2 separate regions of the Astyanax mexicanus genome follow, and region 1 is linked to region 2. The links are chromatin contacts, called in public Hi-C maps. All regions are on one chromosome and are shown on one strand. Each heading gives the region's core, a stretch centred on a gene start, on an enhancer-like site or on the middle of the called end of the contact. The rest is flanking DNA. Distances are from core to core; before and after follow the strand shown. Region 1 holds the start of c13h1orf52 (chromosome 13 C1orf52 homolog). Region 2 holds the start of dnai3 (dynein axonemal intermediate chain 3).

Evidence for each region. A called contact is a pair of places that touch in the nucleus more often than the background predicts.
Region 1: a Hi-C map of muscle shows a contact between it and region 2, with 12 times the contacts expected there. The contact joins the promoter of c13h1orf52 here to the promoter of dnai3 in region 2. A contact is called at or near these places in 2 of 3 Hi-C or Micro-C datasets (both in muscle).

The regions. Positions count from the first base shown.
Region 1 is chr13:6,949,751-6,953,061 of AstMex3_surface, forward strand. It overlaps c13h1orf52 (chromosome 13 C1orf52 homolog), which reads right to left and starts at 1,437. Exons shown (of 3, transcript XM_007236609.4): 1 at 1,024-1,437. The coding sequence starts at 1,314.
Region 2 is chr13:6,798,221-6,801,817 of AstMex3_surface, forward strand. dnai3 (dynein axonemal intermediate chain 3) reads left to right here and starts at 1,846. Exons shown (of 23, transcript XM_022677286.2): 1 at 1,846-1,997. mcoln3b (mucolipin TRP cation channel 3b) reads right to left here and starts at 207. Exons shown (of 14, transcript XM_022677284.2): 1 at 101-207.

The sequences.
Region 1 (3,311 bases), core at 187-2,686, 150 kb after region 2:
CAAAGAAAAATAAAAAAACATGTTCTAATCTCCCCTATTCCATTAACTGTACCCTGATGTATTAAGTCAGGCTTTCCCAATATCCTACCCAATTTTCAGCAGGGAGCATTTTGAAATATGGTGCTTTTTTCTGTTTTTTTTTTTTTTTTGTAACGTGTAAATATATATTAGGGTAGCACGGTTTGACAGGATAACACAACAACAGAACACCTGTTATGTTTTTTGAGTGTATTTCGGTGTTAATATATAAATTCTGCTATTATTCCTTAAGTTAATTTATCTTCTGGGCGTTTAAAGAGGATTTAATCCCCATGTTCAGCTGTTTCTATTGTTTTGAAGTGATAGAGAAAGCTAGAAAACCACCCACAGGAATGTACTCACAGGAAGCAGATGGAGATGCAGGGCATGGCAGAGATAATCGTACGACGACGTTTTAGGGCCATACAAAAAATTACAAATAAAAACAGTTCTCTTTGAGAATAAAGACGTAATATTACAACTTTATTCTCATAATATTACGACTTTATACTAATATGATCACACAAGTTGTAATATTACGAGAATAAAGCAGGTTATAAATATCAATTAGTCCTGTAACAGAAAATGCTCCTTTCAGTGCTCCTCTCTTAAACAGCAACTCACGCAATTAGAACTACATTTCCCTTAAAATACTACGACGTAATATTACGACGTAATCTAGTAATATTACATCTTTATTCTCGTAATATTACGACTTTAATCTCGTAATATTATGTCTTTAATCTCGTAATATAATGTCTTTATTCTTGTAATATTACGTCTTTATTCTCGTAATATTAGGACTTTAATCTCGTAATATTAAGTTTTTATTCTCGAAGTGAACGGTTTTTATTTATTTTTTGCATGGCCCTAAAACGCCGTCGTATAATCGTGACTAATCGATAGATTAAAAAAAAATTCGATAGATTAGTCGACTACCCAGAACAGTGATTATCTGCAGACCTCCTCCTGTTTGCTCCTGTTAGAACACCGGAGCTCTCTTACCTCCTCGGGCGCTTTAACGATGCGGCTCTCCCAGTCGATGTGCTTGTTGAGCGGGTTGTAGAGGAAGGCGGGTTTGCTGACGGTTCGGAACAGCTCGTCCGGGCCGGGTAGCGGCGCTGCGGCCGCTTTGTGTCCACCTGAAGGAGCTGCAGGGGCGGCTGGAGCCGGATCCCCGCGCCGCCGCCGCTGCTTCTCCCCGGCCTCCTCCTCCTCGCTGTCGCTGCTGGAGCTCACATCATCACAGCCCAGCCCGAAGAAGTTCGGCAGCTCCTTCTGCTTACTGTCGCCCATCCTGCAGCTCCGCGCTCCGCTGATTAACTATATAAACAACTAATCCACTGACCCACACCGACCAGCGGCTGAATCAGAACCCCCCGCGGTAAACAGCGGACATGCTGATAGAGGCGCACACTGATGAGGTCAAGCCAGGGTTGCCAGGTCAAAACAAAAAATCTCCAGCCCAAAGCCAGCCTAAAACCCGCCCTTCAGAAGCGTAAATTAGGCCAAAATATATGTCTGTCACACGTTTAAAGCAAATGTCAAAACAACTATAAGTGTACGACTTATTATTTTGTTTTCTGAGTTATTATCAGTATTGTTATTTATCTTAGTTATTAATAATATTATAACATTAGTGTTTTATTAGTTATTTATAATTAACAGTTTATATCCCAGTCAATAACATTTAACAGTAACATAACTAGCAAAAAAAGAGCTGACTTTTATTTACTCATTTCTGTTCTCGCTTCTACGCGTGTTTACGTAACATCCAAGGCGACACCCACTTTTTTGTTGTTTTTGACGACCGCAATAATTTTAAAAGTAGCCCAAAAACGTACCCCACCACCCCTGAATTTTTACCCGCGACTGGATTTTTGAATAAGCTCAATGTGGCGGGAAAACCGCGAACCTGGCAACTCTGGGTCGAGACAGTAACGTGAAGTCCAACCAACTTTCTTCCAGCAGGGATTCTTCTCCAGGCGCACCGCGCGGCTCTGACCGCTAGATGGAGACAGAGCACTACAAATCAGACCCTTAACCAAGAGGAGCACCAGAGGCTCTCTCTAATAGACACAACACACACTTACCAATCTCTTCCTACAGCTATAACACTGAATAATTAATGTGTTATGTAGTAAAAAAAAAAAAGTTATATATTTAGTACCAGTCAAACGTTTGGACACCTTAAATGCAGTGTTTTTTCAATATTGTATTATTATTCTGCTTTGAAGATTACTACTAAAACCATCCAAACTATGAAGAAAAACACATTAAATTATTTAGTAAGCAAATAGTGTTAAATAAACCAGAATATGTTTTTTTTAATCAAAATAGCACCTCATGCTCAAAAATGACAGTTTTGCACAACTTGAATGGATTTTCCCATTCAGCTTTATGAGGTAGAGTCACCTGGAATTCAGGCTTTCAGTTAACAGCTGTGCTGAACTTGTCAAGAGTTAATTACTTAAATTGCTTGCCTCTTAATGTGTTTGAGAGCATCAGTTGTAAAGTTGTGAAGAGGTAGGGTTACAGGTACACAGTGAATAGCTCTATTTGAATAATGTTCTAATTCATATTATAGCAAGAACTTGTCAACTAAGTAAAGAAAAAATACTTTACTACTGGCTCTCATTAGGAGCGGCCCAGGAAAGAAAAGACCAAGAGTTACCTCAATATAAGTTAATCAAAGTATCAGCCTCAGAAACTGCAAGTTAACAGCTCCCCAGATAAGAGCACCTAAATGCTTTACAGAGTAATATGGTTTGTTTAACACTTTTAAGTTACTACATGATTCCTTATGTGTTCCTTCATAGTCTGGATCACTTTAGACTTAATTTATTATTATATAGAGAAAAAAACACACAAATAAAAATACTGAATGAGTTGGTGTATCCAAACTTTTGACTATATATTTGTCTATATTCATAAAGCCAGAGATTTACATGTACCTGTGTACTGAATATTACATCAAAGTTCCAATCCAAGAATACTCTTTAGTAAGAAAATGGAGAGTGAATTTGTTTCTTTTCATTTTTTATCTTAAAATGAATTATGGTGATATTTTGGAGTCTCTTGTAGTGAGACTCAGCAAAATTCTAAGCAAAAGACTCTTAATTCTCATACTAAAATCTGATTGGCTCAGACACAGACAGTATGCAGACCTGTTTACCTTCCTTAGGCAGTCATAGTAAGTTGTGGCCAGGTATTAATATTATTACCTAGATTGCTAATAACAGTCTGTAGCACTCTAGGTTTCTCTGTTAAAACACCTCTACACAAATACAGAT
Region 2 (3,597 bases), core at 596-3,095:
AAAGAGCAGTCATAAAGAGATGATAAACACTTCCAAACACAAGCCTACATATAGTGTAAACCTCTTAAACAACAACCAATAAAATACTGAGAACACTTACTACTAACGTGCTTTTATAGAGCGGCCCTATAAACACAGAGGCTCGGTCAGGAGTTCAGGGTGAGGCAGGCTCACCTGCACCACTGCAGCTCCAGTGTGCACCATTACACTCTTAATAGGAGACCAGACTGGAGGGGCGGGGTAGAGCATAGCGGGGCGGGGCTTACCTTCTGTCAATCAAACAGTTCCTCCTCTGAAAAGTGAAGTAGAGCTGGTTTACGTAGATATGGTCAACTGTTAACCGCTAGAGGGAGCACGCGAGTGAGTCAACCAATGAATGGCGTGAATGGAGCTAAAAGCTAAAAACTCCAATAAAAAATAGTAACGAACTTTTTTTTCAGAATATTCCTTTCATTTAGCAAGGTAGAATAAAGTATTTCGCTAGAAACTGAAATAAATCCACTGAATGGGTGCCATTTGCTTCTTGTAACTCTTTCAAATTAAATTTATTTATTTGATTTTTTTAGCTCTTTTATTGAATCTAATAACACATATATTTAACTATTCAAAACATGTACCGGTCAATGTCAGAGAGCTTTACTTTATTTTTTTTTACTAGATTTCTAAAACTGAAGATGGTTACAAAACTAGTGACATTTAAAAAGCATGTTTAAAAGCAAGTCAACTAATTCCTTTAATTTTCTCTCAAGAAAGTGTTAATTAAAAAAAAAAAAAAAAAGAATGACTACATGTTCAAATAATTGATATTTATGACAAAAAAAACACTGTTACTGGCACTCATTCCTGTTACTTGTATGTTTTGAGTAACATGAATTAAAGGAACAGAAATTAGTTTTTAGCTTAGAATTAGCAAAAACAATTAACAAAAAAAAAAAATAGCTAAGTGGTGGCACATTCTAGTGATTTTTCCAAAATATGTATTTTAAAAACAAATAAATAAGATCTAATAATTAATTTAGGCAACAAAACAGGTAAAAAATGAGAAAACTTAATGTTGGTCTTCCCATGATCTTCAGAACAACCAATTGATGTCACTTCCTGTTGTAGATTGAAGAACTTGTAGAATGTTCCAGATGTTTCAGATGGGGTAATAAGTTACGGTAACAGAAATTAGTGAAACCCAGGGACACAACTAAAATGTGCATTTTTTTTACTTAAATATTAAGGATTTATTATGGAATATATATATATATATATATATATATATATATATATATATATATATATATATATATATATATATATATATATATATATATATATTGGTAAAGTTTATAGTTAGAGAGTGGGGGCAGGTAACAAATGCTATTTTTCAGTGTTCTAAGTAGTTTTTATTCATCCTTTTAATACATATCTTACTTTTGCAATAAGGTCAATGTACAAGACCCTGTGCTTAATAATAAAATGTATTTTAAAATTATTTTGTGTACACATTTATACATGCAATTTCCTGGGCGACAAAAATTGCACCAATTTGGTGGAATGGTCCTTCAAATCTTTTTTAAGTTTAAAGTTTTACACATAAAGTACACGGTGCTAAAACATGTGTTATTGTTCTGCGTTGAGAAAATTAGTATATTTTTCAGTGTAAAAAATACTAAACGTTAATAAACTCTAATTTTGCTCAGTCACTCCATAGGAACCCATTCATTTTGGACTCTCTCTGTAGCACCATCTGCTGGCCCAACAAACCCACCAAAAGTGGGTATCCTCCTCACTATAGACTAAAGAGGCGTGGCTTAGCTTTTGTCAATCAAACAGTGTAGCGCGCCAGAAGCCCCGCCCTCGTAACCACTGGCAACCTGTTTCACCACGGAAATGCTGCTGGTGTGTTTTCAGATCTCAGCGTTAGTTAGTTAAGGCTAGTTAAGCTGGTTTATGCTGTTTAAAGATATTTATTAAGGTGTTTTAATGCGACTGAGCCGATAAACAGAGAGGTAAAGACTCCAGAGATTTTAAACACTTTTCACTATTAAGTTTTAGGTTTTAGTGTAGATTAATTATGAGTTTTTGTAGGGTTTAAACCGCCTGACTGATGAATAAATGCAGCTGAAAGTCAGACTAGTTAGTAAACTAGGTTAGCTAGCATTTCGCTGTCTTTCTAACAAGCTGAATTATTTTATTTAGTTAACTAAACTAACTTATTTGGTCACTTAATTAGATTAACATAGTGAAAATGTGTAATTGTTGTATTCGAGGATGTTAGTTTTGTTAGTTTATTGTAACCGTAAATGTTCTAAACATGTAAGTTAATGTTTTTATGAATCCAAACCCAGATAATGCATATTTGTTGAATCAACGTTATTTTTTTTTGTTTATGCAATGTTATGTTTTTTATACAGTACCAGTCGAAAGTTTGGACACACCTCTTCTCAATTAATGCTTTTTCTTTTGTTTTATCATTTTTTTCCCATTGTAAATTTAATATTGAAGACTACATTAAAGCTAAACAAGAACACATGCTGAATTATTCTGTATTCTATTGTTTATTAGTGATAAACAAATCAGAATATGTTTTATAGCTGCTTTAGATTCTTCTAAGTAGCACATTTATCTTTGAGGACAGATCTGCTCTTGGTATTTTGATTTTAGTGTCTTCATGAGGGAGAGTCACCTGGAATAGTTTTCTAAACAATTTGAAGGAGTTTCTGGAGGTGCTGTAGTACAATAGTTGCTGCTTTTCCTTCACGCTGTGAAGCTCGAGCTCACCCCAAATAAATCACCTCAAATCACCATCTCAGATTATCAGGTTTAGATCAGGGGATTAATGTGGTGGACAAACACTTTTTTACTGTTTGCTACATAATTCTATATATATGTCCCTTAGTTATTTCTATGTATTTAATATTAATCTACAATGTAGATAAAAAAAAGTAAATAAAGAAACAAAGAAAAACATTATAGGAGAAGGTGTGTCCTAACCTTTGACTGGTACTGTTTGTATGGTTTGTATTAAACTTTATTAACATTAAATATGTATATCTTGTATTATCATATTTTGTTTTTTATAGCGTATACTGTGCACTTGCGGTGTAGAAAAGCACAATTAAATAATAATAATAATAATAATAATTAAGTTTCCATATCAGTGCACTAATTCCTTTGTTTAGTCTTATACAGGCAATAAAAAGTTATTTCATTGTATTACATTTTCTTTTTAAAGCTTAAAATCATTCTGAGAAACAGTTGTGTTAAAGTGACAGTCTGTAAGGTGTGTAACTGCATTGATTCATGCTAAAAAGAGCTTGTAAATTGTGGTGCAGTCGCTAGTGATTTTACTGAGGACTCTCTTCAGATCTAATTCTGTGTTTCTTTAGTTTAACGATGCATAAATGAGCAGATAAAGACTGTTTAAGAGTCTGTTCTTCTGATATACTCCAAGGCTGCAGTAGCTCTTGTTTCAGCACTATTAACAGCATCATGGTTGTTCAGGTAACCAGCAAAAGCTATTATATAGCCAGAAAAAAGATCCTGGGAGCTACCAGACCACTGTTTTACAATGAATATATTTGGCTTTGCAAGAATAGTATCTAAAGC